Linked DNA regions of Gossypium hirsutum: region 1 is linked to region 2. Evidence: chromatin contacts called from public Hi-C data. All regions are on one chromosome and are shown on one strand. Each heading gives the region's core, a stretch centred on a gene start, on an enhancer-like site or on the middle of the called end of the contact. The rest is flanking DNA. Distances are from core to core; before and after follow the strand shown. Region 1 holds the start of LOC107900078 (protein STRUBBELIG-RECEPTOR FAMILY 5). Region 2 holds the start of LOC107901772 (biotin carboxyl carrier protein of acetyl-CoA carboxylase, chloroplastic).

What was found. A called contact is a pair of places that touch in the nucleus more often than the background predicts.
Region 1: a Hi-C map of leaf shows a contact between it and region 2, with 2.5 times the contacts expected there. The contact joins the promoter of LOC107900078 here to the promoter of LOC107901772 in region 2. A contact is called at or near these places in 11 of 34 Hi-C or Micro-C datasets (callus, hypocotyl, leaf and 2 more).

Annotation. Positions count from the first base shown.
Region 1 is chrD06:32,933,854-32,937,907 of Gossypium_hirsutum_v2.1, reverse strand. LOC107900078 (protein STRUBBELIG-RECEPTOR FAMILY 5) reads right to left here and starts at 1,898. Exons shown (of 16, transcript XM_041095898.1): 1 at 1,757-1,898; 2 at 846-978; 3 at 672-743; 4 at 490-555; 5 at 1-27. The coding sequence starts at 961. LOC107901679 (a long non-coding RNA gene) reads left to right here and starts at 2,292. Exons shown (of 3, transcript XR_001685361.2): 1 at 2,292-3,349; 2 at 3,458-3,564; 3 at 3,647-3,939.
Region 2 is chrD06:32,709,753-32,714,239 of Gossypium_hirsutum_v2.1, reverse strand. LOC107901772 (biotin carboxyl carrier protein of acetyl-CoA carboxylase, chloroplastic) reads right to left here and starts at 2,041. Exons shown (of 7, transcript XM_016827919.2): 1 at 1,603-2,041. The coding sequence starts at 1,749.

The DNA.
Region 1 (4,054 bases), core at 649-3,148, 220 kb before region 2:
CCATTAAAATTGTTTTCAGAAAGGTCTCTGCAAATTGAGCTCATAAGATATATGAGATACTATAGAGAAAGAAATAAATGCAACTTGGATATGTTGTGTAGATCAAAGTGATCAAAAAGAAACTTTCCCATCATTCGGAAGATATATCTCTAGCAGATGGTGTTTGCCTTAAAAACAAATTAACCTTACTTAGATCATTTGATTAAGTAAAGCTAGAAAGACAAAGTGTTAGTCTTGACCTTTACACATTACCGACAATGAAGATGAGGAATATTTTAACTAATCAAATTTAAGAAATAAACTAAATAATAATTTACACCATTTTTAAAAGCTGCAAGCAACATGACTTTAAAACAGGAAAACCAATGGCCACAAAATTAAGATCAGACTGGGGAACTCCATTAGTTATATTCCGAATATGACTTGCAAAGAAAAGAAGAAAAAAAAATTAAAGCTTTCATGCTGATTAACTTAGATCAGCTGACTTACATGCGTTGAGCATTGGGAGGTAGTTGATATGGAATATCACCATTGAGATTGTTTTTGCTCAAATCACTGTATCAGGACCAAAAAATGCACAGCCTTCATATTATGTTTTCCAATAGGTAATTTCTTTTAAAGAAAGAAAATATAACATTAAAGATTGCTTATTTCTGCAGGCAAGTTCTCACAAGATCTTTACTGAAGACAAGCTCGATAACTGGTACCCCAATTGTCCACTGAGTTTTTGGTCGCTTAAGTTTCTGCAAGATTTTAATCCAATTATGTCCTGTTGAATATATAAAATGCAAGACTGGTTCCCCAGACAGATAGGGAAGAATAACAGAAGTATGGGAATAACCTACATTTCAGTTACAGATGAGCCTGAACATTTGATCCCTTTCCAGCCATCACCACATGGATCACCACCACTATCCTTCCAACCACTCAATTGGTCTGGACTATTTAGGCTTTTAAACATCACATTAAGGGCAGAAACTACAAGAATACAATTACCGAGCGTCAAAATTGCGATGCAGAAGGAATTATGTTTATGTTAATGCACTAGACATCCGAGTTCTTAAGCCAAAAATGATAATTCTTGCAGGGAGATAATGTAAACAATGATCAAACATATGATAATATAAGAAGAAATTAGTGTATTTGCCTCTCTTTTTTTTCTCACAAAGCAAAGGGATCTATTTCGAATTTCAAGAATTTACATACATGTATAATTAGCATCAAATATCCCCATAACATAGGCAATTGACTGTTGCCAAATATAATATGTTTGTTGAATTCTCTAGAATCTAAATAAGAGTAAAAAAGGGAGCAACAAACATGGATTGAATTCTTAAATAACATGCATATCAAGAATTGCAGCAAAAGAAAGTTTCTTAAAGATTAAAGTTTAATAAGGCATATTATATACATACCATCTGGGGAATCTGTCTTGGAATGGACAAAAGAAACAAGGGTACCAAGAAAAAGAAGGAAACTTCTTGCAACAAAATAATGCATGTTCCAATGCCAGAAAAACCCAACGAAAAGGCAGAGTTGGAATGTAGGGTTCAATTCCTTTCATGCATAAACCCAAGTAGGAGGAAAAGGAATCAACAAACATCAATGACAACAATCTCCTAAAAACGGAGAAACTTTTTAGGTTTCCCTTGGTGTATTTTTTCTTTGTTTCTTTCCTTTTCTTTCTATATGTTTCGTATATTGTTCTTCTTTTTTTCTCTTTCGAATAAGCTAAATTTGGTTAAGAGGAGGATACCTCTAACAACGGTGAGAGGAGATGTAAAGTGGCGAAGCTGAGGAGAAATAAAATAAGAGCCTTCCAATGGTTCCGGATCTTTCTAACACTTCCTTCCCGCCACCTTTCATAATATAACAAATATTTCTATTTCTTAATATAAGGTACGGTAGAGTACTCTTTTCTTTCTCTTTTTCACTTATTTTTAGCTTTCCTAATCAAGATCATATTCAAAGTTTTAAAGATTAAATGGTTGCAAAAATAAAATTGTGTGCATAGCCAAATTATTAATAATATAGTACCTAGCTATATCGTAACCCAAACTTGCTAGCTGAAGAAATTAATTTGTGATTTGGTTAAAGCTGCCTCTCCAATATTTGCACTGCTTTTGTAAAATGATGGTATCTAGGGCTAGAAAATGATTTTGGCATTTCAAAAGTGTGTTGCAAATATAATTCAAAATTCTGTAATTAGTTAACCACATTTTTTTATTTGTCAAAAAATCCTACAGTTTTTTTTTTTTGAAACTAATTCAGTTTGGGCTTTTATTAACTTAAAAATGAAAAGCACAAAACAATCAGGCTAAAACCAGATGCAAGTTTTGGCCCGAAGAACAAAGCAAAAACCTATAGTCCAAATCTTTAAAAGAAACTAGAAAACAGCCCTAAAAAACATAAAAATCAGAATCCTCTAGAACCTAATAACCTGAATGAGAAATCAAATTTCTATTCTTTTCAGCCAAAAGCAAGTTTGTGGGAGAAGACAGTTCCAAAGAACCAGCAGAAGAGGGGAAAGAACGTTTGTGGGAGAAGAGACAGGTTAATTTGGTCAATTTCCAGCCAAAAGCACTTCAAGCTGAAGAAAAGGAGAAATTTTTAGCTTCGCATCTGGAGAGAAGTGATTTTCTAACAGTGAAATTTTTTGAAGAAAAGGAGTTTGTTCTTTCTTCCTTTTCAGGAAGAAGGACTTTTTTCCCTAAAAGTGCTTCTAAAACGGGCAGAAGAACGGGCCCTAAATGCCATCATATCTTGCCTAATCAGAAAAATCCATTTCAGTTTTTTCAAAATCATCTTTCATTTCATCAATGAGACGTTTCCAGATTTCAATGAAGCCTTGTCCACCACGCCTTTGAATTTCCACTATACAACTTTTTTCTGTAACCTTTCATTTCTTCTCCACATTTGTTCCTGCCCTTTTTTCAGTTTCTTCCAGGTTCTCAGCATACCCCGGGACTCTTCCAATCAGGTAAGACTTTCTTTTTTCTTTAATGTCTCCATCGCTAGTTTATGTGCTAGGCTGTTCGCTTCTCTGGGAATGTACTCAAAATAGCATTTTCCAGATTTTTCCAGTAGCTGATGTATATCTTGGATATATGCTCCGATCATAGATTTATCATAACTTTTTAGTTTGCACTTCTTTATAATTGATAATGCATCCCCTTCAATAATAATGTTTGGCCATTGCATGTCCCTGCCTATTTGAGTTGATGATGATGAATCTCTGTACATGATAAAAGAGTATTTCCTTCGCTATCCCTAGCCACAATTCCTGCTGCCGATTGCCGTAGGTTCCCATCATAGGCTGCATCAAAGTTGACTTTTACAAACTGATCCGGTGGGTGTTTCCACTCTCTGCCTCCTATTTTAACCTGTGGTACTTTTGCTTCAATCTAATTCAATTCACTAATATATCTCTTTATAAAAAATGCTATCTCTTTCCTAGATCTATTAGTCTTTTCATGCACTCTCTTATTCCTTTCTCCCCATATTGCCCAAAGAGCACAGTAAAAGATCCGTCGTTGATTGGGGGAGTTCTTTTCAAAAACCCAGGTGAGCCACTGTACAAAATCCATATAAGGAGCTTGTAATACTTCTGAGAATAATAACTCTTCCTATACTGTTCTTGCCATAGGACATGCACGAAATATATGATTTGTGGATTCTGCTGCTCTGCCACACCCAACGCATGTCACGTTGTTTGAAAGCCTTCTGTAGTTCAAGTTGACCCGAGTTGGAATATAGTTCCATGATATTTTCCAGACTATAATTTTTAACTTAGGAGGTAGATTTAGGAGCCATAGATTCCTATAAAAATTCCTAGATTCATTTTGTAAAGGGTTGTAAAAATTCCTAAATACATTTTGATGTAGGGACGCTTTATTGATGGAAAAGAAACTAATATTGAGGAGTTTTAATGCTGAAAAAGAATATCTAAAAGAAAATAATTAAACAAATTAGAAAATGACTCAAACAAAGAAAAACAAAGAGATCTTACGAAAAGGAGTAATTCGACTAAAGGGTTGTAAAAATCTCATTTAAA
Region 2 (4,487 bases), core at 792-3,291:
TAACAGTAATTTCCACTACGGCATAGTATTCTAAAATAGGTCATCAAGCATTTTACCTTGTTATGGGATTTAGCACTTAACATATAACTCAGATTTTGGTCAAACTTCCAAGAATGAAAAAGATTAAAATTATTTTAAAACTAGTATTAGTTATAACTAAGAAGGCAATGAGGCTCATTTCCTAGCTGCCGGAAAAAAGAAAATTCCATTAATCCTACTAATCAGAAAAGCTTTTATCCTTTAGAATGAATTTTTGCTTAGTAAAGCTTTGGTTTCCATCCTTTGGATTTCCACACATGATACCTCAGTTTATCTGAAGCATCAAAGCCAGTTGCATATCTATAAATTGTCAATTTCCTAGCTTGTATATTTCCTTTAACTCCCATGCACAGAGCTAGTTTCCAATCTTTATTTAGTTTCATATAAACTCTTACAAAACGTATTTGGCTTAAATTACAATTTACTATTATCCCAAAGAAAACCTGAAACTTACAAGTTGTATTATCCAAAAACAAAAAGAAAACAGAAAATAACAAGATAATATTTTTAACATATGATATATGAGAGAACACTAAGAAATACTTAGTTTATGGTTGTAAATGTTATGGTCCAGAGGTTCAGCCTAAAATGGAATCAGTAGAACATAACCCTTCATTCCTCTACTTATTCATAAAACTCTTCTATCACAAAAAGGTGCACAGTTGACCAGCAATGAAGAAAACTGCACTTCTAGCGCAAGAAACATATTGTTTCACAAATAAGAGACTCATGCAAATGAAAGCACAGGCATCAAACATTCAAGTCTTTTGCTCTTTCAGTGAATGATGACAGAAAGATCAGACCATGCTGTGACATGGCAAAAATTACTTATTGTTGTATAAATATTTTAAGAAAAAAAAAAGGAACGAATTTCCTTGCTTTCCTCCCCCTACCCCTAGCTTCCTATCTATTCCTATAATATCGGATAAACTAATTTTTTATTTCTAGCACAATACATGGAAGAGAAATGACCAAGAAAAAAAAACCCATCTAATTACAAACTCAAAGAGAAACAAGCATTCCATCTTCCTTCTGGACACTTGCTTTTACTTTTCCAAAAGTTGCTGAAAGAAAATTCATGTTTGGTTTAACCATGGAGATAACTAAAATGTCGCACACATAAACAATTTTCAATTTCACAACGGGTAAAATAATTTGTAATTCGTTAATGTAAATAAGTTTCTGTATCCAATAATAACAAAAAAAAAGCCTAAAATACGAGGCCAATATGCAAATAAAACAGCATTGAACACATTTATAAAAGCAAGAAAATTTAAATGCAAAGATAAACAAACATCTTCTCCTCTCTTTGCTACTAAATTTAACAACAAAAAGGCAAGGATTCAAGCTTAAATTTGCTCAAACAATGGACATCACCAATTTACACTCTGCTTCTCTCATAGCAACAACAAAAAAGAGAAAAATCTAAGCAAAGATTCACAGAATAAATATATTATCTCTTCCTAGTATGGAATTTGGCATTAACAGATTGAAAGCAGCTAAAAATGCATACTAAAGAAATAAAATTACAAAAAGGGAGAAAATTTAGAAGGATGTAGTTACCTTGGAGAAGAATCGAAGGTTTAGCCTCGAAGAAAAGCGAAAGGAGACGGTGGAGAGCTGAAGGTTAGTGGAATTAGGCAAGGCAGTGGTTGTTTTAGCAACGGAAGCGAAGGCAGCGGAGGGTGTTGTTGAGAGTGAAGAGGCCATTTATTTTTCAATCGACAGAGAGAATAAGAAATGAGATTGGATTTGTAAGAGAGAAGAACTTGAAAGGAAATGAGAAAGAGGATTTAAAAGAGTTACAGAGAAGAAATAAAAGGAAAGGGTTTTGGGGAATCCGTCGAGGAGGGGAAGAGAGGAGGAAACTGGATGAGTTAGTCGATGAAATTGAAGAGAGACGATAGTAGAAAGTGAGGTTCCAAAGTGCGGGATTGGATTAGACTTTGGCCGGCTATTCGCTCCGTTCGATCTCATTCAATTTGGTTTTCTTTTTTTCTTTTACGCGACTCTTATTGGATTAAAGGGGGTAAAATTGTTAGACAAATTAATTTGTAGGGTAGATTAACTAGTAAATTGATTGTAACACCTAAAAATTTTTATTAGACACATGACATTATTCAAGAAGCAGATATAGTGAATTGACTAGAAATTTAAAAAATGAGTTAGATAAATGATTCTTTTGAAGGCAAAGTTAATATTTGATATGGAAATTGAAGCGGATATAGTGAATTGACTAGAAAATTGAAAAATGAGTTAGATAAATGATTCTTATGAAGGAAAAGTTAATATTTGATATGGAAATTAATGAAAAGAATTTTTTAAAGTTGAGAATGTGACCAAAAGGATCAAATCACAAATTTTAAAAAATTTGAGGACTAAAATACACATTTAACCAAAATGAGAAAATGACTTATTATTGATTATTTGGTAGGGAATGTATTGGCTTGTAAGTTAGTAAGATAAAAATCACTTTTGGACAAAATTGGAAGACATTCAAAAGCTAGATGGAAAAATTAACAACTTTACCTAGAAAAGGGTAAATATGTAATTTTTTATATCCATGCATCCATATTAAGATATAAATGTGAATTATTAGATTTGGATATGATAAATACTATTATTATGAAGAAATTGAGTTTTTAGGTAAAAGGGGTAAAATGGTAATTTTACCACAAAAGGACATTTTAATCTTTTTTTGAAGATTTCATGATGAAAATATTAATTAGATAAAATATTTGATAATTAGAATTGTTATAGATCATTATATTGTACTAATGAAATGGCCTACAACTTGTTAAATTTGGACTTAAACATGTGGAGTTAGGCTTTTGGCCAACTTGATGGATATCTTTAAAGAGGAAATAGGGGGGAAAAACCCCATTCATCTTTCCCCTAGCCGGCCATCCCTTCCATAAAGGCTTTCATCTTCTCCTCTCACTTTCCCTTACTTTTTCTTTAATTTTTCTAAAAAAACACATGGAGAACCATATCATGAACCCTCTTCCACCTTTAAACCACTAATTTTTAATCTAGGGTTTCATGGGTTTTAGTGAGAGAAAACTTCATTAACATAAGAGATGATGTTTTTCCAATCTTCAAATCCTATAAATAACCTCTCCCTCTTTCTCTTCTTCCTTGAGGCATCATTTATTTCTCTTCTATTATTCCAAACCTATATTCCACATCGGTTAATGAACTATCTTTGTTAGCAACAACTCAAGCAGGACTAAATTTTTATCAGCCACTAGATTTACAAAGAAATGCTAAAGTGCATACGGAGCTGCAAGCAAAGTATGTATTTTATGCATTTGATTACCGCTCTACGCCACTAAGCTAAAGCTTCTATGTCTCCAATCGAGTCATTCACAAGACCTACTAGGAGCATGATTGGGGACAACCTTTACGACCAATTCGTTGAGCTCCAACAAAAACAAAACCAGGATAATGAGCAATGAACTAAACATAGGAGCGATCATCAAGGGCCGACAAAGAGAAAAAGTAAAGCTCACATGTCAAAGATGACGGGACTCATGGGCATGCCCGTCTCGAAGTGGCAGACATGATGGATGTAAGATATGGGAGACATTCTGATTCACTTTGCGGAACATAATAGATGGCCAACACTTACACCACTCTCAGACATGTTCAAGCGATTCCCACTGCCGGGCGAGGAGGGCGCCAACAAAGAAGAAAAAGAAGATGAGGAGGAGGCCCTGCTTGTGCCACTAGATTGTGAGCGAGTATTTCGACCAGACTGTCATCGACGAAGGGCGTGGTGATCCATGACCCGAGCTATCACAATCAGGCCTAGACTTCGAGAAGGTGGGGTACTGAAGCGTCGACGGGGGTGAATGAGGCAAAGCACCAATTATGGAGGAGTCGAAATCTAAAAATTTTTAATTTTTATTTTGGGTTTATATTTTTAAGACTTATTTTAATTATGGATGCTCTTTATTTTTTAGATTAATTAGGATTTTATTTTATTATATGTATAATTTGTGTTTATTTTTTCTTTGTAGGAACCCCATAGTTACGGCACTACGATTGTGAGCCAAAATCGAAAGGATTAGTCCCGCCAATTGTATCGCACATATCATGCCAATCGAGTAACCTCATTCCTTAATATTTTTAATTACATATTAAGGACAATGTGTCGATAAAGTGGTGGGAGTGACTTAGGAAAAATTTTCAATTTTTTCCATTATATTATATTATTTTATTTCTTTAGTTTTTTTTATTTTTAATTGCATGTTTCCTATGTGCTTGAGCTTGTAGAAATACAAGTGATTAGTTAGAAGTATATACCTAGGTTGTTTGTATAAACTGTAAATTTAGCCTAAAATTAAATAATTTAGGTTGTTTATATTTAGACTAATTAGTTCAGTATATTAAACTGTAAATAGGAAAAAGAGATTAAATATATTACGTGATAAATGTAGATACAA